Linked DNA regions of Hordeum vulgare: region 2 is linked to region 1. The links are chromatin contacts, called in public Hi-C maps. All regions are on one chromosome and are shown on one strand. The core of a region is the stretch at or near the end of the contact, and the rest is flanking DNA. Distances in the headings are between cores, read along the strand shown.

Evidence for each region. A called contact is a pair of places that touch in the nucleus more often than the background predicts.
Region 2: a Hi-C map of leaf shows a contact between it and region 1, with 8 times the contacts expected there. The contact joins the promoter of LOC123425358 here to the promoter of LOC123425355 in region 1. A contact is called at or near these places in 3 of 6 Hi-C or Micro-C datasets (leaf and seedling) and 1 of 1 datasets of contacts at active chromatin or transcription factors (embryo).

Annotation. Positions count from the first base shown.
Region 1 is chr2H:103,624,459-103,630,251 of MorexV3_pseudomolecules_assembly, reverse strand. It overlaps LOC123425355 (PHD finger protein ALFIN-LIKE 9-like), which reads left to right and starts at 3,031. Exons shown (of 5, transcript XM_045109040.1): 1 at 3,031-3,226; 2 at 3,391-3,423. The coding sequence starts at 3,136.
Region 2 is chr2H:104,045,334-104,051,126 of MorexV3_pseudomolecules_assembly, reverse strand. LOC123425358 (nuclear transcription factor Y subunit A-7-like) reads right to left here and starts at 3,300. Exons shown (of 8, transcript XM_045109046.1): 1 at 3,124-3,300; 2 at 2,960-3,024; 3 at 116-209; 4 at 1-25. The coding sequence starts at 151.

The sequences.
Region 1 (5,793 bases), core at 1,782-4,281:
TAAAGTATCAGAAAGAGTGGAGGTACCTAATAAGCCACTCTTCTCCCGAAATGAGAGCAAGAGGGGGAGAAATCTGACCACACGAGATATAATCTCGCATATGCTTCCGCGGAAATAGAGGAAATCAAATCCTCAACCAGTAAATGTAATTCAACATCAAGTTGAAAGAACACCTCACTGGATGCTCATCATCCAAAGCCCGACATAAATGTGCACAAATGTTTTCGTGTCGGGGCATCGAAACACCTTGACTCCATTGTTGTAGGAAATCACAAGGAGTTAAAAGGAATAAATACATTTCCACAAATTTCATTGATTCCTCCAGAATCATATAACATAAGTCTACATTTGTTGATATATATTTCTTCTGAAAATTGCTAAAACCTTTTGGGCCCTGAACCAAAATCCATGGTAGAGTGCCTCTTCCACTCATGTTGGTTCACATAAAAGGAAGCAAGTAATGAAGAATAGCCTCGCTCTACAAACGAGTGGTATTTACCACAGTAATACCTACTCCTCATAAGTGTCTTCCATATGGAATACTAAAAACTTCTCATTCATAGACAAAGTCAATGAGGTGGTGAGAAAGCAAGGCTTGTAGCAAAAGGGTTCACGCAGAGACCCGATATCAAATTATGATGTAAGATACCCTCTTGGTATGCGTGCAATTAAGTTTCGATAATAAATATAATTGGTAGTACAAATAATATTATCCATGTAATTAATGGATGCAGTGACTACATACTCATATGGGCCACTCATTTCGTAAATTTATAACAAAGTCCCTAAAAGGCTTAGAATTCCGAATCCAAAATAAATCGCAACATATTTGTGTAAAATTTCAGAAGTCACTCTATGGCTTGAAATAGTCGGAAATCATATGGTACTACCGACTAAATGAGTTCCTTCTTCAAAGGATTACTCAAAGGATGATCATTTTTTATGTATTAATAAAGGAATCCCAAAATTTGCTTTCCTTACATCACCTGTGTGTATATTGATGATTTCGTCATCAATGTCTCTATAAGACCTAAACATACATAAAATCATCTCAAGACGGAAAATTTGGATTCAACCAAATTTAGCTTAAGTTTACAACTTCAGCATTCTCTCAAAGAATACATATCAGTCTACATATATCCAAAACATATATGAGAAGTTCAATTTGGATATATCATATCAACAAAAGACATGTATGGTCATACTACCTTTGATAAGGTACAAATCCATTCATACCTAGGGGTGATACTGAAGTGATACTAGGACCTGAAGTTATATATTTCACTAATGTCAAAGCACTCGTATACTTGGAAACTACGTCAGGCCTGACACTATATTTGCTATCTTTATTCGGAGTGCAACCCCAACAAAAGGTATATGGTTGATATAAGTACTATCATCTTATATCTGAAGATTACAGTAAATCTTGGATATTTTCATCAGGAAATAGAAGATATGACCATGATATGATGTAATGATATTGGCTTTTTATTTGATCCCAGTGACGCCATATCAATGACTGAATTTGCTGGAATAGCCTTCACATGAAAGTCATATAAATGGATTTTAATGGTTATTTCCAATTATCATTCTAACATAATTGCTTTATCTAAAAGCATTGCAAAATATGCATGATTTGGCAGAATGATTAACCACACTCAAAATCATGTGGTTGAGATTCATCAGAATTACATTACTTGATTTATCAAGATACTTCCACTTGTGTTACTCAATACCTACATGTTATATGAAGAGCAATATCATAAATCACATTGCTCAGAAATTACTTATCCTCTGGATTATAGAAAGTTGAGGAAATAATTTGCAAACAAAATATTGTGATAATCCAACAGATTATACACAATCTCATGTCAATGGCATTGGTATGAGACATACTCCATATTTGCAAAGTTCAGGGGGAGTAATCTCCCAGACTATAACCTATTAACAATCATCAAATTGCATATATTGTACTCTTTTTCCCTTGATGAGTTTTTCCTAACGGTTTCTCATAAAAGGTTTTTAATGAGATAATATAAACACAAGTATCTATATATGCCATATCATTTTCTCCTTATATTTTTCACACTGGGTTTTAAAGGAGTTTTTCAATGGCATGTGAAATGCACTCTTTTCCTTTATGAGTTTTCTCTCGAAGTTTCTCATGATGGTCTTTAATGAGGCAATATCTTCTCAAAGATCATATGTTATACTTTCTATTTTCCATATCGGGGTTTTTAAAGGAAGTACTCAAGACATATTTATTGTTCTCTAAACTCAAAGATGAGTTTTCTCCTTCTACAAAGGTTTTCTCAAATGAGTTATCACGAGACAATAATCATTATATGTTGTATCATTTTCTCCTTATTTTTCCCACAGGGTTTAAAGGAGTTTTAGCAACATATCTACACTATTCTCCTCATATTTTTCCCGCAGGGTTTTTGGAGGAGACTTTAAAGATTATACAACGATTTCTCATAATGAAGATGATGAACATTCTCGAAGGCAAACACATACAAGGAGGAGTCTTTATGAACATGATATATATTATAAAGACAAGCATTGATTAGGAGGAGTGTTAGGAATTAATTAAATACATTAATTAAGGGATAATCCCTGCTATGTCGGTTGCTTTAGTTTAGCAACTGCTCCTTGTAACCGTCTTTATACTGAGATATATATACCCACATCTTCAATCAATGAGACAACGATTTCATCATTTGCTCTTCCTCTCTTCTTCTATTCTTCACGTGACGGACGCGTAGAGCGGCCCGAAGAAGAAACAAAAAAGTCGAGAAAAAACCAAAACAGGAGCGTAAAAATGCGCAAGAAGAGACGGGCGCTGACGCAACCCGCCCACAAGAAAAAGATACACGTATCCATTCGACGGATGGGCGTCCCACGGGCGGTGGGCCCCACCCGCACGGACACGTCCGCCGTGCTCTCCAATCCACTTAAGTCGCAGTCCCACCCTTGGCGTCCGCCCCTCACTCCTCTTTTAAAACCTCCCTAAAAAAAAAGAGATGCTGCCCCGAAGACGTCAAAATAAAACCACGAGCACAGTGCCCATCCCCTCCGCTCCCCCGTCCCCCCTCCCTCCCCGCGCCACTCGAATCCTCTCCTCTGCGGCTACCAATGGACGCGCAGTACAACCCCAGGACGGTGGAGGAGGTCTTCCGGGACTACAAGGGCCGCCGCAACGGCCTCGCCCGCGCGCTCACCACCGGTAGGTCGCCGCAGATTCGCTCGCCAGATTGGGTTTCTCCTTTTGGCCGCCGAAGATTCGAGCTTTCCGAATTTCGCCGCCGTTCCATGGGATTTTCACCCCGTCTGTGCTCCTCGGCTGGTCTCCTGACTGTTTTGTTTCTTGTTTCTTGTTTCACGCTGCAGATGTGGAGAATTTCTTCCGGCAATGCGACCCGGGTGAGTGAATTCTCGCGCCTGTCCGTCTGTCTGCCCTGCTGTTCTTCGCTGCTCTTTCCGTGCAGATTTTGATGTATTATTATCCTTCCGTAATCTCCGCACTTAATTAAGTACCATTTAGCGTGATTATAATTACTAATTAGAGATGAGTTTTAGTGGAGTTCCTTAGAAAATAACCGATGCGCCTCTTCATCTGAACCTGCTTAGCTGAGTGTTACCCTGAATACTGAAGAGTTAACAGACTAATCTCCACTTTATTTCGAGTCCTTCCCGCAGTTTTAGTACTTATCCATGGATCGAAGAACTAGCAATAGAATATGCACGGTGCGTGAAGCCCTCTGAATGTCGAGCAGAGGGCCTTAACTGTTGGATTTAATAACGAGTTTCCTGTGGAGGTAGACTGTGACGTGGGCCTCAGCAGTCGGATGGCCGGAAACGGATGGCTCAGATCATTCAACATGCTTGGCCGTGCTGCCCTATAGGCTGAGTGGTCAATGAATTCGTCAGTGTCACTTCCTGCTGAAAGCTTCCACCTTTGGGAGCTACTCCTTCGGCCCCCGAAATACTTATCACACAAATTGATAAAAATGGATGTATCTAAACTAAAATACATTTAGATACATCCATTCCTATGATAAGTACGTATTTCCGAATGGAGGGAGTACTTATCTTGGTAGTAGTAGAAAAGGTGGCACTGGCCGTTGGGAGCGGTGGTGGGCTGCTAGTTGGCTGGTGCGTATGTGAGTTTGGTTTATTGGGTTCAGCATTACTGGGTCCTGCTTGGTTGGTGGGGTGTGATTCTTCTGCCCTAATAATGATTGTTGCAGTTCTTGACTTTCAAGGACTGGCAGACTACAATGATAGGAGTAGGACTTGCCGTTCTTTGCTGCTTGCTGCCTACCAGTGTGTGTACAGTCCTACTGTTGCATAGGGCAAAGAACAGTGATGTTGGTTCCTTCAGTGTTTTGGTGGTGGAGGACTGCCTAGCATTGCATTCTACAGTATAATGCTTTGTAAATTTGCACCCCTAACAAAGACCTGTCATCACCCTTTCCCCCTTCTTTGTTCTTCAATGCATCTGCTGCCCTCTGTGCAGCATAGTGTGCTGGCTGGAATGGTTCCATTGCAGCTTGTAACCATTGGATTCTTCTGAGGAACTTACTATGAATATGGAGGAGACCAAGAGAGCATCCTTAATTCTCTAGCAGCCTAGGAGTGTAACACGGTGAATTGAATGGGCTTATGTATGATTCATCCGCAAAATGCTGTAGGGTTGGATCAAAATGAATCTGAATGGTGGTTAGTGCAATCATCGTGAGGTGTCATTCGGCATACATAGTGTGCCAAATACAAGAAAAATCTCAACGGGAACTTTATCCCGTTAACAGAGGAATCCAATATGTCTATTCTCCTGTAATGGACTGGTTACGTCAATCATATGGGATTTGCCTTTTTTCAGTGTGCTGACTTCCCTTCCTAAGCCCATAACACGGTTAAGTACTATCTTGATCAAATCGTGTCTTTTTCATGCTGTAAATGACTTGATCTTTCATGCTCTTCTCAAGTTTTTTTGGGGCTTGGTAATGATTGGAGCCTTAGCTACTTTTTATAGCTCTTATTCACCCAGATATTCAGTTTGGCTCTCAGGTCTAGATACACTAGATGTCACGACCAATGGGCAGTGCTGACATTCCTGCTAGCGGTTGAATGCTCATCTGTATCTCAGATTATGTTGACTGTAAGGTACAGTAACCTCACCCATGTCTGTCCAGTAATAATAAGTACATGAAGCGTGGCCACAAATTATGTGCCACTGGCTCGGGAGCAGCCATTAACTACGCCTGTCCTATCTGCTCAGTGAACCAAAAACTTCCACCAGATCCATGACCTGCTCGTCTTCCTCCTTGCGAGGTACCCAGGAGGCAAGGTGGTCCCATGATTGTAGCCGCACATCAACTCTCATAAGGAGTGTTAGTTTCAGGCCAGCATCAATTCACACTATGAACACAAATGGTCGATGCAGCCACACGGGGAAATTCATGCGACCACTTGAAAGAACACGGGACACTGCAAATTTTCTGATGTGTTAACTTTTTGTGCATCTTCTTCCTTTTATTCAGTCGTAACAGACATCCACCCCAAACTAGTTGCCCGAGACTCACGAGTCACGACAATCCCTCGGATATGTGTCGTGGCTTATCTAAACAGTAAACAAAGCACACACTAATGCAGGGTGAACACAACACGTTTGAGACAGCAATGCAAAACAGGCAACACCTCATGATGATGGACTTAGCTACATGCAGACATGCTGTTTTAATGACAAATTGGGATTATCATGACTGACTTCCCTTCCCTTCAAAAAATGCT
Region 2 (5,793 bases), core at 2,051-4,550, 420 kb before region 1:
GACAGCCATTCCCTGACAGGAAATCCTACGTGTGCAGAAGCCAGCATATAAGTTTGTTATTTGTGGCGTAACAAGCCCCAAAACACAAGTTTCACTATAAATAGTAACTACTTACATAGTTGGAAATAGGATGGCCAGGATGATCCTCCATTGTACGCACAAGTTTTAGCGTTATATGACGGTATCACTTAGCTCCAATCAACATTTCTCTGCAGGAATTTCTAATTAGCTTAGTTGAAATTGCGCCTTAAACAACCTTCATGATATATTGCCAACATTAAATTAAACATGGTAAAAAGAGAGTTGTCAACGGCAACCCCTATCACCTTGTTTATAATCATTAAACAAGAGTTTGATTTATCCATAATCACTTGCAGTTCATTAGGCAATCAATATTATAACACACCAGACGAACAGTCACATATATGTATGAACATCTGAAATAGATAAAAAAAAAATTAGAAAAGGAGGTTCAAACCCCCGGCCTCTGCATCAATCGATGCATACGACCATTTTTATTAATTATTCAACATAGGTCTAACAAGAACATACATCAAACCATCTGAAGCCACCACTCACACCTACAAAACTCGATAATGTGGAGTGCTCTCACTCCCCATATCTAAAACCGGTGCCGTCACCGATACATCCACATAACGTATCGGAACCCACAGCCGGTGCAGCAGACCTAAAGCGTACACCACATGCACACGTTTTAGATGCCGCCATCATCATTAGGCCGCTAACCCATCTTCAGGAGAGAGATCTGTATCATCCTTGTCAGTCCGTCCATCCGTCGACGCCACCACGACTCGTCAATCCAGACGCGAAGATTCTGGAAGATCTGTCGTGCGTAGCACCTGCCGGCCAGGCATGACACAGCGTAGCACCTGTCGGCCAGGCATGACTTGACATCTCCAACGAAAGCTCCGTGCAAGATGATCGACGCCGCCACGACGCCAAACAGCGCCACCGCCCTGCGCTCATTCGTCCAGACACGAAGATTCTGGAAGAACTGTCGTGCGTAGCACCTACCAACCAGGCATGACTCAGCGTAGCACCTGTCGGCCATGCATGACTTGATAGTTCCACCAAATCTTCGGGCCAGACAAAGCCGCTCCATCTCCTGCCTCTGTCATCCAGCGCTGCTCCACAAACGATGCTCCCAAGAGAGAAACGGCACCACAGTACCGCCGTCGTTCGATCTGGAAAGTCAGATCTTAGGGTTTCCTTCGAAGCAATGCCCACCACCAGCAACTGTCCATGACCCACATAGTGCCACCACCACTCAGCCCTCAAGGCGACGCCTTCAGGAAGGTCACGACGTCAAGGACGCCGCCGCCGCCCACCGGAGTTAGGGTTTTCACCCAAGAGGCAGTGAGGTAGGAAGTGGAGGAGCAGACGTAGACCGACGTCTCCAAGAAGAAAAACGGCGCCCTTGAGCATCGGCGGCGGCGCGGCCGGCCAGGGCCGACCAATGGGTTTCCCCTTATCTGAATCTCCTCCACCAGCTTCATCCGCGGGCACGCCAGCAACACCAAGAAACCGCAGGAGAGAAGCACACCGCGGGTATCTGGATCAATGAAGATCCAATCTGAACAGTGACGAGTACCACCACCCTGCGCTGGCCGACGGCGTCTGGGCGCCGGATCCAGAAGGATCTGACCCGAACTCGACGACGCACGCGACCACCATGTCTTGCCCCTCTCGCAGCCGCCACACCGCGCCACAAGGACGAACCCCAGTCGTTGACGCGCTCCGCACGCCGCCGCTAGGATCCACATGCAGCGCCCCCGCACCGCGTGCTAGTCCGGCGCCTCCTCACGAACGGTCGTCCAGCGCCAGCCATGTCGCGTGAAGGGGAGAGGATCCCCGCCGCCGTCCCTGCCGGCCAGGCTTCGCCCGGCGGCGAGGATGAAGGAGGAGTGAGGGAGGACCGACGGCGGCGGCTAGGGTTACCCCCTGGTCACCCACGGGGGTGACGGGAGGGGGTTAGGGGGGGGGGGGGGGGGGCTACGGGAGGCGGCGGCTAGGGTTACGGGAGGAGGAGGCGGCTCAGTGGATCGTGAAATAGATAATTGGCAATGTCAGAATCACAAATGTTGATACAAAGCTCTAGAAAAAGAAACATTGCAACAAATAAACGGCATCCTGCCACAAGCAGTCATGCATACAATCAAGAGCTGCCTGATCCAAGGGAGCAAGCAGGAATGTCCAGCATATCTAGAAATTGGACGTATCTAGCCTAATTAGCATTATCCGAGAACCAACATAAAAAGATAAACACAACACACTACAGTGCGCTTTATTTCCAAATTTAGGTACAACACATGCGAAAAGCAATAACTTACAGTCGTCCATTTCCAATGGAATTGTCCAACATTTGAATAGAAGGTGTACTTGCTGTCAAGCAAGGCGTGTTATCTCCCATTCGGGTTCTTTCAGATTTAGGCTGAATAAACCTACCTTGAATAAACGTCCGTTTTCTTCCTAGCACTAGCTCTACTTCAGCATCAGATTGCACCTATAGCATGCAGAACACCAAAAGAAATCCTAGACTACTTTTGCTGGACGATGCTGGGTCCAAAATTCCAACCCCAGAATTCCGAGGAGTGTCTGGAATTTCCTTGAAATTTTCCCCAATCAAACCCAACAAAGGCTTAGTCAGACACAGTCCATATGAACTAGCATCTGTTTTCCTGTCACTGTCAATCGTCAGAAATCGTCACAACTCACGCAGAATCTAGCTGCATCCCAACAATTCCTGCAGAAGGAAAATCCAAACACTTCTGGGACTTCCTAGGAAACACGAGTAATACAGTGACCAAAATAAGCAGACCAACGCTCCCCCCTCAAGCAACGCCAGCCAAGAATCTCACAAAAGGGCCCCAATTTTCCGAGAGGCAGGCCACGAAACCAACCAAACGGGGGAAAAAATCACGAGGCGCAAGAAGCGTACCAAACGGGCTGCAGAGTAAGAGTACGGCATGACGGAATCAAGAACCAAGAAGCCACTCCAGGAAACTGAAACAGATGAGAACGATTTTGCCAGGGCGGTGCATGCAAGAACACGATTGGGGATTTCTAGGAGGGGGGCGGGAGAGCAGTCAGGCAGTCACTCACCTCCCCCGAATTCTCCCTTCGAGATCCTCTCCTCTGGCCCTGTCCGGTGGAATCTTCCTTGGACCGAGAAAGATTATGGGCGGAGAAGGCGAGAAGCGAAAGCGGAAGCACGAAGGATCAAGAAGACGAGGAGGGGACTGTCACTCTCCTCTAGCTGCCAAATATGCGACCTACCGTTTCTTTTCTTTTTTTTTTCTTTCTGGGAATAAATGGCCTTCTGTCCACTAGTGTCACGTCACCAACCTCAAATATTGATGGGTGCACCAAGAATTTGATGATCGCTAGTTTTTCTTTCAAAACGTTACAATGAAAGTCATGAGCATACATTCATTTCTATGAACGCACGCATATCCTATTATGAACACATTTAGGAGACTGAGTCGTCAGAAGGCCTGGAATAATAATCTAGAAAAATACGGCCATCAATGTCAAATATATGACTTGAGATTTGATGGACAACATATAGCATTGTTCTCCTAACCATTCAACAATGACGAATCTTGAAAGAAAATGAAGGAGGGACTCAATGTTAGCTGTGTGAAAAAAAACACTAACTCTCAGTTTTTAATTTAAATAGTATTAAATTTTTTATGATGAATATACCTAAATTTAGTTTTTACATTTTTAGAAGGGGGCTCAAGCCTGTTGAAGCACGCCCTTAGATTCGCCATTGCATCGAATCATAAGTTGGTTCGCAAATGATCACTAAGTTGACAATCTTTTATGTAGCATGTTGGTTTTATGGGTGTATCTTCAAGCTAAAATATACTTAATACTCTCCGTTCGAAATTACTTGTCGTAAAAACAGATGTATCTAAAACTAAAATACATCTAGATACATTCATTTCTTCCACAAATATCGAAAGGAGGAAGTATTGTGCATCGATCATGTAGATATATGAATTGTTTCCATTATTGATATGCATCTCAAATTCAAACAACGTGTCAATCTTTTAACCATTGCAATGTTTTATGTGGATTTGGAAACAATACCGAGGACGTGGTATGCCCTCTCCGAACAAAAATGTTAGAAGTGTAAATTCATATGCCTTTAGGGCATGATTGGTTTCCAGTTTAAGGTTGTCACGTCTAACTTTAATCGTGACACTATATCTTAAACATGTGTTTGATTCATTGTCATATTTGTGATTTGCCACATTTTTTAGTTATACTTTCACATGTTTGACTCAATGTTTTGTTAAATCTGATCACACTTGTGATCTGATCACACTTGTGATGGTCATTCTGTTAGCCACACTTTGCCTAAGCTTAGCTGAAACAAAAAGGCCTTTAATAATTGACTTGTGATATTTATGTATCTTCTCATCGTAGTGAATTCAAATCAAACAAAATATGGTGTTTCTAAAATAAAATTATTATACATGTTAGAGTGCTTGCGCCGTTAGCAAATTATAAGGGACAATAATTTATGGTCTCTCCTCCTTTTGATGAGACTAGCCTCATGTAGATGATCACATGGTCATCAGTTTTGATTTATTGTCGCAGTTATCAACAACTCGGGTGCGCTAGGATATCACATATCATCATGGAGACGAAAACTATTTCAGACCCCACTATTGAGCCGCTACCAATGAGAAATAAGGAGTGTCACGCGACTATTATGATGTAACCTTTTTATGTGTAAAAATCTGGAGCTATATGTGTTCTATCATGCACGGGGTGTCCAGGGGCGAAAACACCACCCCATGCGCATAGGATGCCATGTAGGTTTCGCGTCAAGACCCTCGTGCACATTGGATGTCCATGAGAGTATTGACTGGCCCATGCACACGCGGCCTGGAGATCCTGTGCACACGAGCTATATAGTTGGTTCTTGTTGAAACCCAGAGGACAGCTCGACGAAGCACAATATAGGAAAAATATATAATATGTTGGAAATATGCCAAAGAGGTAATAATAAATTGGTTATTATTATATTTTCTTGTTCGTGATAATCGTTTATTATCCCTGCTGGAATTGTATTGATTGGAAACTCAAATACATGTGTGGATACATAGACAACACACCGTCCCTAGTGAGCCTCTAGTTGACTAGCTCGTTGATCAAAGATGGTCAAGGTTTCCTGGCCATAGACAAGTGTTGTCACTTGATAATGGAATCACATCATTAGGAGAATGATGTGATGGACAAAACCCAAACTATGAACATAGCATATGATCGTGTGAGTTTATTGCTACTGTTTTCTGCATGTCAATGTATGTGTGTCCTATGACCATGAGATCATGTAACTTCCGGATACCGAAGGAATACCTTGTGTGTATCAAACGTCGCAACATAAGTGAGTGACAATAAAGGTGCTCTACATGTATCTCCGATGGTGTTTGTTGGGTTGGCATGGATCAAGACTGGGATTTGTCACTCCATGTGACGGATAGGTATCTCGGGGCCCACTCGATAATACAACATCATAACAAGCCTTGCAAGCAATGTGACTAAGGAGTTAGGCACGTGATCTTGTATTATGGAACGAGTAAAGAGACTTGCCGGTAACGAGATTGAACTATGTATGGAGATACCGACGATCGAATCTCGGGCAAGTAACATACCGAAGGACAAAGGGAACAGCATACGAGATTAACTGAATCCTTGACATAGAGGTTCAACCAATAGAGATCTTCGTAGAATATGTAGGAGCCAATATGGTCATCC